Regions from separate parts of the Bos taurus genome. Here region 2 is linked to region 1. Evidence: chromatin contacts called from public Hi-C data. All regions are on one chromosome and are shown on one strand. Each heading gives the region's core, a stretch centred on a gene start, on an enhancer-like site or on the middle of the called end of the contact. The rest is flanking DNA. Distances are from core to core; before and after follow the strand shown.

The links. A called contact is a pair of places that touch in the nucleus more often than the background predicts.
Region 2: a contact with region 1 is called in a Hi-C map of an unstated tissue, with 2.2 times the contacts expected there. The contact joins two enhancer-like sites. A contact is called at or near these places in 2 of 11 Hi-C or Micro-C datasets (skeletal muscle and an unstated tissue).

The regions. Positions count from the first base shown.
Region 1 is chr21:44,399,644-44,404,470 of ARS-UCD2.0, forward strand. All of the region lies in intron 1 of EGLN3 (egl-9 family hypoxia inducible factor 3), which reads right to left. Among named protein-coding and RNA genes, the nearest start is that of EGLN3, 14 kb to the right of the region's middle. Within about 2 kb of position 1,743, at least 64 of the 102 cell types and tissues checked have an H3K27ac peak or open chromatin away from gene starts, as enhancers often do.
Region 2 is chr21:44,579,760-44,584,158 of ARS-UCD2.0, forward strand. No RefSeq gene overlaps it. Among named protein-coding and RNA genes, the nearest start is that of MIR2285CY, 100 kb to the left of the region's middle. Within about 2 kb of position 2,047, at least 10 of the 102 cell types and tissues checked have an H3K27ac peak or open chromatin away from gene starts, as enhancers often do.

The sequences.
Region 1 (4,827 bases), core at 493-2,992:
TATCATTACCAAAAGGGAAGGGAGGGGGATAAATTAGCAGTTTGGGATTAAAATATACACAGTACTACATATAAAATAGATAACCAACAAGGACCTACTTCATAGCACAGGAAACTCTACTCGATATCTTGTAAGAAACTCTAATGGAAAAGAATCTTAAAAAGAATATATGTGTGTGTGTAGACATGCATATATAACTGAATCACGCTGCTGCACACCCAAAATTCACACGATATTGTAAATTAACTATATTTAAAGAACATTAAAACACATATATTACCTAAATCACTTAAAATTTATACAATATTCAAAAGGCATGTTTACAAAATAATTGCAACTACACAAAGTCTTCTGCAAGAGTTTCAAGAAAATGTCACTAAACAGTTCACATTGCTGCCAGTTTTAGAAAAAAGTCAGCTCTCAATGTGTTGCTGAACAGCTCAGAAGCAGAAAAAGTGCTTTAGAGTCTTTATATTCATTCTAACTTCAGAAAAAAGTATACAAACCGTCACTAGTTATCTTGGCATCTTGCTCTTTACCTATCTGGTTAGTTAAGAGCAAGTCTAGCTATTTCCTTCCTCCTACTGCTCACGTTAAAGACTGATGTAAGGGAATGAAGAAGAAATGGGGAATATGCTCTTGGTGGGCAACAACAAGAGCTGGATCCAGCTACCACGTTCCCCTTCCCAGAGTTTCAGCATCTGACCATACAGTTCAGAAGATTCAGAACATCAGGCAGTCAATATCCAAGAGGCAAGTAATCCTTCTAACAAGCCCCAAGTTATTCACGCAAATACCTTCTACTAATTCTATTTCTACGCTGAGAACTTCTGCCTTCCTCACATGCCCTAAATCTGCACTAAAAAATGTTCTCCCTGAACCCACATACACAGAATTCTGCTACATATAACCTTACCTCCAATTTAGAACAATAATTGCTATGCCCCATACCTAAATTTTCTTGAAATGCAGGAGCTTCAGTAATTCTGAAAATGAAAAATCAGAAGTTATAAGCCACTCTCAGTGGCTCTGGTGAAGAGGGCCTGCTGGTTCCTTCCTATCAGGCAAGAGCAGTCTGCCTAGAAAGGCAGGGAATTTACCATATTCACTTGAAAACCTGTTCTCAGGTAGACCTTTTTCATCAGCATCCCTCTTTATTACGAACTTGGTCCTAACTTTGGGATGATTCAACAAATCATCAGCAACTATCAAGACTCTGAAACCTTCTACTCAGTTGTCTTAGCTCAGTGATAATAGCTCCTTCAGATTCTTACATTCAAGAGCTGGCTCCCACCCCACCCTCAGAAATATGCATATATATACACACACACAGAAGCATGCCTAAGATTACAGAGGAGTCACAGGCCTGTAAGGTCTGACTGAACTAGATCAAAATTCTCTTGAGGGGATCCTGCACTTCGTGCATGAACCTGAGTGAATCACCCTGAACTTGAGGTAATCACCCTTCCCCCAGAAGCCACTGAAACTCTCAGAGGCCAGGAATTTAAGAGACTATTGTCACTCCATTTTGAATTGTGCTTAATTCCTCTCCTTGGAGGGGATTCAAGCAGAGTCCTGCAATTAAGCACAGTAAACAGGCCCGGGAACATCGGCACAGCAATACAGGCTGTTTGGGTTTGGGAAGGCAGCCCTTCCCGCGGAGCCTGGCTCCGGGCCAGCAGGGTGACGGCTGAGTGACAGGGCTACGTGCGCTGCGTGAGGGTGGCAGCCAGCCCACACCCGAGCACATAACCGGCACGGGAGCGCCCTCCCCCATCCCCACCCGAGTCACCAGAGAAATGTTCTCAGTAAGGGCTTCCTTGCAATTATGAAATCCCCGAAAGTCAGCCAGGCCCTGGGTTAAGGCCATTTAACCCTCTCCATTCTGAGACCTTTCCCCAAAATCCTAACAACTGTTATTTCCTGAAGACCCATGTAGCCAAGGAGCACTTGAGCGTGGCAATTTACATACATTCTCTCATTTAATCTCCAGGTTAAGGGGAAGGTGAACTAGTGGCCATCTGTCCTGAGTCACCCTGCCCACAAGTTTTCAGTAGAAGTTGTTAACCCTGGAAGCTATCATAGCGATCTAGAAGTTATCCCAGTCCTACAGAAAAACAAATTCATGAGTAATCCTTAAGGCAGTATGGGTGTAGGAACTCCCCCATTTAACTTCCTTTGATGTGAGAAACAGACTTATCAGTAAATAAAACTTTACATGTGGCTTTCTAAAGACTTTGAGCTGAAGAGGAAAAAAAAAAAAGAATGTTTATGACCACAGGATTGTCAGAGAATTAAGTATGGTTGGCTTTAACTTTTCATCTGGAATGAATCCTAAAACACTTGAGGGAATCCATGATAACTTAAATACAGTTGGTAAAACAAGATTTTATTGAGTAATATACAAAAATATATAGTTCCCAATCAAAACATGTCAAGAAAAATGCCTTGAAGCAATGTTCTTAAGAAAAACAGGAAACACTTTATTTGCAATTCCCAGTGAATTTGAAGAGACTTGGGACAGTGTAACTATGTTGGAAAAAGTAAAGTTAAAGAACTTTCTAGGAAACCAGATCTTATATTCACATTTGAATTTCAGCACTTGGAAATAGATCTGCTGAATGAAAGGAATGGCACTCAGCAAGTCAGAACCAGAATTCATGTAACTCAGGAGGCACATTTATTTACTGAGCAAACATTTGTACGTGCCTGACACTGTTCTATGTGCTTCACAAATACTACCTCATTCGCTATTCATAATAACTCCATAAGGTGGGGACCATTATCACCTCCGTTTTACAGATCAGGAACTGAGGCACAAGGAGTTTAAGTAACCGGCTTTTCGGAACCCAGTTAGAGAATGACGTCATGCTTTACCAGAGCAGCTTATCTAATGTCTGATATTAACCAATTCACCTCCTTTTTGAGAGAACTAAGATCTTCAGTTCTTCTTGAGGTGTCTACTTACTCTCACCCTTGCCCGTCACCCTTTGCCTAATGATAGAAAATCATAAAATGCGAAAAAAAGAAAAAGGAGTGTGCTCAGTGTTGAGTCTGTGAACTTAAAGCTCCAGGGCAGAGGTGAGAAAGCCGGGGCTGGGGATTTTGGGGTGGGGGGGGCTGTATTTCAACAAAAGCAAAGAGCAAAGGAAACACTCAATCCTGCAGCAAAACAGTAGTGGTCTTTGATGGGTTATTCACACTGCAGAGCTCAATCCCGCTCTAAACTGTGGCCCCATATCTGCTTGGGATGCAGGTGGTCAATCATCAGTCTCATCCCCAGGTCCCACCCCAAGGTCTGCGGGAGGAAGTCAGCCTCTCCAGGATCTTGCTTTTTTTTTTTAGCTCAGGTCAACACCAGCTAAGGTCTTCAGACTATTTCAAAGTCAGAAGGTAAATGACCAATCAAGAAAAAACTTTAAAGGAAATACAAAGTGTATTTCCCTTGGGAAGACAAAGGGCAACACTTAGTCAACTCCCAGGAATCCAAGGGATGAGACAAAATTTCCTTCCTGGGGTGTAAAGCTTATTCAGGAGAGGCTTGACTACCACTACACAATTAATTAGAATTCACCAAGTACAGAACTTTTTAATATCATATTAATTAGAACACACTGGATATAGACCCACTGTGGCTTTCAACAGGGGTGAGATCCAGAGGACCACTCAGATGGGTGGAAAATAAAAGGCTCTTCTGAGAGAAATGTATAAAGTACGCTGGTGAGCAGCAAGGGGACTAGAAATAAAGGAATGCCTGACTCTGAGTCTAGGGGGCAGTGATGGTTAATTTAATTGTCCCCAAGTCCATTCACATGCTGTAGTCTATGGGGTCGCCAAGAGTCAGACACGACTTAGCAGCTGAACAACAGCAGCAATGTCCCTTCAAGATGGGGCTTCAAAAAGAAGCTCCATTTCACAAATGTGGAAACTGAGAGAGGCAAAAAGCAACTTGCGGGACATTATAGAACCAAACACGGTCTTTCCACCACTAAACCGTGCTTCAGAAATATCAGGAAAAGGCTGATCACTGAAAACATGTGCAATTATTTCCAGAGTGACCATGAGTGAAATTGTCTTCCTTCAATTCCAAGATAACACAACAAAGGATTCTCAGAGGATACTCGTGACTTACCAAATATGGGCTCACACTGCATTACTGAGAACTCAAAGTCCTGCATGCAAAAAAGGCAAGTGCCAGCTACTCTCAGATTTCTAATGAGTCAGACCTTTGATTCTGATCAAGTTGGATCCCTTTTCAGGTTTCCCCTCCCTTAGAATCCCACACCTCAGCCATCTTACCCCAGAGGGTCAGACGGTCAGACCTTAGGCTTCTGTGTGGTGTTCAGTTTGCGCATAATAGACGCTCCATACAGAGAGAATCATCTGCTCTTCTCCAGTTTGTTCCCAAATTATTACGGTTCTTTCTTGTTCTCCTTCATGCCTTCAGCTCACACTTCTTGCTGGGCTGCAGAATACAGATAGGGGAGCAGTACTGTGCACATACTGATATTAACGAAGACTGCTCCCCTTCATTCAACATAACAGGAGAGACTTGGCTCCAAATTCCACTCCAATCCTGGTTTTGAAAACTTAACTTTATTGGAACAAATAACAGATAAATCATGGAGGTGTGTGTGTGTGTGTGTGTGTGTGTGTGTGTACTTAACATGTTAAAGTGCTCTTCTCAAAAATTTCCCAAATGAACCAAAAACACTTGTACTTTTTAGTTTTCACTGTGAATAAGTTCAGATTGAATCAACTGATGGAACTGATTTTTTCACTGATGGAGAAACTACAGAAAAATAGAATAACATCCCCATTTAGCCT
Region 2 (4,399 bases), core at 797-3,296, 180 kb after region 1:
ATAGCATAGCATAGCATAGCATAGCTTGTTGAGACCCTTTCTAATAGCCTCTCCCTTGGGTCTAAACTTCTCTAAGTATATAGTGCTGTGTCAGGGCCTGGTGAAGATAAGAAATAACAAAAGATCCAGAAGACATAAACTCAGTTACTGCAGAGTTCATGCAGTGTGGAGCACCCAACTAGGCCAACACTGGGAGGGCTCAGGAATCTTCAGGGCCTCATTTGCATGAGATTTGCAAATTAAAAGGATCCTGGTCAGGAACCCATTCTTCTCAGGCTGGTGGGGAAAATCTGATCATTGTTGTGCTAATCAGGTGGACTGACTCAGCCTAGGCAGGGGAGGAGGGAGAAAGGTTAATTCCCAAAACCATTCCCTTTCTCCAAGCCCAGCAGCCAGCATCCCTCCTGGCTCATCTGAAAGCCCCACAAATTGTCATTAAAGCTGCCCCAAAGGAGAAATATTGGAAAGGGAATATATGTAGGAATCTTTTAAAACCCTGCAAGACCTTCACACCATGATTCCTTCTGTGATGAATTACAAGTACCGAAACCTAAGTAAAATAACTTGTCCCTAAATTTCTAACTTTAAATATCAATACATCTCATCAATACATATCATCTCTTCTATGTACCAGCAAGAGGTAGCCATAGGTGGTGTCAAAAAGCTGTGTAGATGGCAGACCCCACACACAAGGCATTATGGCAACACACACACACCACACACAAGGCATTATGGCAACACACACACACATCCCACACACAAGGCATTATGGCAACACACACACACCACACACAAGGCATTATGGCAACACACACACACATCCCACACACAAGGCATATTATGACAACACACACACACACCTTGTCCAGAGAGATAAACGGCCCAATTGTCCTGCAACCAAAACCCAGTTCCCAGCTGGCCAGATTTCCAGAGAGCTAAAGCGAGGGAGGCTGGTGTCCCCGGCATGGGGTAACTGCCAGGGTCCCCCATCAGGTAACCAGTAACTGTGAATGAGTGTTTCTTATGAATGAATGGGACCACTGGGCAGTTTGACCAACATTAAAACAAAGCATAGGATCTGGAGTCTTGAACATCCACAGAAAGGGCCTGAACCAGAGGAAGCTAACATAGAACATGGGACCTCTCCTCCCTGGAAAACTACCCTTCCACCCCAGCCATCCGTTTCCCAATTCTCTCCTCACCCTGCTGAGAGCTCCCAGGAGGTGTCCTACCCACCCAACTCACTTCCTATTCATTCATTCACTCATTCAACAAACATTAACAGGCACCTACTGTGTGTCAGCCAGTGTGCCAGGCCCTGGAAAGACAGGGAGGCCAGACCCAGCCTGCTTGCCAGCCCTGCTGGGGACAGGGAGGCAGCCATTCCTCTGCTCCTCTCATCCCAGGCACGCACCACGCCAGGCCAGCTCTTCAGAGAACTACGGCTTCTCCATTTCTTCTTCCTGACACTCACCTCGTGCAGGAGCAGTGGCTCAGAAAATCTTTCTTTTCACTCGCATTATAGGATTTTTTTTAAAGCAGCAGCAGCCTTACCTTCCAAGAAGCCTGTGGCTTAGCCTAATATTTATATGTATTTGCATTTCCTTTGTACACATGGATGGGGAAAGAAAGGGTGGGGAAGGGAATTTGGCTGGGAATGAAAATTAGCCCTGAGCCAATCCTCAAAGTGTTATTGCAATTGCCAATTTAAAATCAAGATGCAACTTGTTTAGCTAAAATTCAGATTATTTCCATCACTCCCACCCTGACTCTTCATCCCCTGCAAACTTGCAGCTCCTTAGCTGGCCTGTGCATCGCTCCCAGTCATATATGAGGGAGCTATATTTGGTGTTACTCTTAGATACACTGGAAATTTTCTAATTCTGCAGGTTTGGGTCATTTTCAGAGAGCTCTGCGGGCACCCTCTGGTGGCTGACTGAAAATTTTACCTGCAAAAATTGCAGTGGAACTGAGATGGCTTTATTTGGCAGTCGGGCTTTGCAGTTGGACGGTAAACATTGTAAGTTTATTTGCTGTACTTTGTACCACCTCTTTCGTCACACGATGCATGGCTGGAACCATGGCTCTGTGGCCTGTCAAAAGGATTGGCACCTTATAGAAAGGGCAGAGCTAAGGCATGAGGCCTACCTGTGGGGCAGTTTTTTCAAGACAGCCAGAGTGAGGAGGGTGAGGATAGCCCTTCCTTGGGCTCTCAGAGGACTCACCCAGGAGGAGAAGCCGCTGCAGGCCAGGCTTGAAGGGCTTTCTTCCCAGACTTCCTGTTTCTCTGCTGCTCCTAGGAGCAGCCATTCCTAAGAATCATCCTGATCTGCAGGAAAGAGCACCGATGGAAAAGTGGAGGAGAGGCAGGAAGAAAAACTCTCTCCACCTGAGGATGCCGCCCCAAGCCCTACAATCAGAGAATCTGAAGCGCACAGCTGCTCTGTCAACACAGTAAATACCCACACCTGATTTTCCTTGGCTCTTTCTCCAGGGATTTTATTAGTCTCGGGATACCCCCTCAAAGTCAGCTCAGGTGGCCTTTATTTTGCAAAGAGTGAAGAACTAATGTGATGTCACCCAACCTGCTGGGGACGGGGGAGATTCAAGACTGGAGTTTTCTCACCTGCCCATTGATGCTGGGGAATATTTACCTGCAGTGGTCTCAGTCACCCCTACCCTGCACTCTATCAGAGCAAACTACTCTTGACCAGCAAATCATGATGAGACCTCTAAAGGGCAAGGTCTTAGGGAAGGGTACACTTGAGGGTCAGGAGAGTAGCCATGTCACAAGTGGGTTCCAGAAGCTGGCAAGAGAACCCAGTACTCAGATTCCAGGTTCCCTCCATAGGCTTCATTTGGCCCAAACACTACCGTTTACCTGGAATCAAAGAGGCGCTGTCTACTGGGAGCAGCCTTCTTTATTGCTACCATTTTTCATTTGCTTTCTTTCACAACCAGGCCCCAGGGCAGAAGAGAAGGCTGGTGAGCCATCAGTCACCCCACACTGACGGGGGCAGCCCCATTCTGCCCCGCTGGGTCTGAGAGCACCACTGGAGCAGACAGTATCTTTGGTGGGCAGCCCAGAAGCTAAGATGTGACTGGAGCACAGCGAGAAAAAAAACTTTAAAAACCAGTGTGACCACACCCTGGGAATAGACAGATCAACTAGGTTCAGAGCCATTAGCCTGGAGGCAGGGCAGTCTGGGAGCTCCTGTTGAATGTGAGCTGAGCTCATGGGTTTCTCCCTTTAGCCTGTGCTTCCAGCAGAATGCAAATACTATGGCAAGGTTACTATGTGTCAAGCCCGCAGAATGGAGTGGACAGCGTGCTCACTGCAGCTCAAGATGCAGTGCAGCCACCACCTACCCTAAACCCTTCATGCAGATGAACTCATCAGCCCTGGTGACAATCAAATGAAGGAGGTGCTGCTGCTGCAGCTAAGTCGCTTCAGTCGTGTCCGACTCTGTGCGACCCCATAGACGGCAGCCCACCAGGCTCCCCCATCCCTGGGATTCTCCAGGCAAGAACACTGGAGTGGGCTGCCATTTCCTTCCCCAATGCATGAAAGTGAAAAGTGAAAGTGAAGTTGCTCAGTCGTGTCCAACTCTTAGCGACACCATGGACTGTAGCCTACCAGGCTCCTCCATCCATGGGATTTTCCAGGCAAGAGTACTGGAGTGGGGTGCCATTGCCTTCTCCATAGTATATGATAGCAGTACCATTTTACTGTTGAGGAAACAGAGTCATAAGTAAGTAAAGTGTTAGTCGCTCAGTCGTGCCCGACTCTTTGCGACCCCATGGACTGCAGCCCCCCAGGCTCTTCTGTCCATGAGATTTTCCAGGCAAGGATACTGGAGTGGGTTGCCATTTCCTTCTCCAGAGGATCTTTCCAACCCAGGGATCGAACCCGGGTGTCCTGCACTGCATGCAGATTCTTTTACCAACTGATCTCCAGGGAAGCCCTTGTAGAGTCATAGAGGAGTTAAACAAGGTTACACAGCTAGCAAGAGGCAGAACCTGAATTCAAATCCAGGCAACTAGACTCCCGAATCCCAGCTCTAATTGTCACACTCTACCACCTGTCTCCCAGGGCAGTGTTGCAAAGCTCCCACTTGTTAGGTGTTGCAAAATTTCTGCTAGACGTTGGTGAGCAACCCTCTGGCTTTGTGGCCCGCCGCAGAGCCCAGGGAGTGGCCCTCCTGCCCCCTAGAGCTGATGTGGAGAGGGCCCTGGCTCTGGGCACTGCTCCAGGGATCTCTTCCAGGAGCTTGGGGTTCACTGCCACTTCTGACTAGCAGAGTAACATGAGTCTTGACTCTGCCCAGGTAGCCTGGGTCTGTCTATCTAGGGCTTCAGACCTGGGCTGGTGTCCCTCTCTCCCTTGGCCGGATTATTC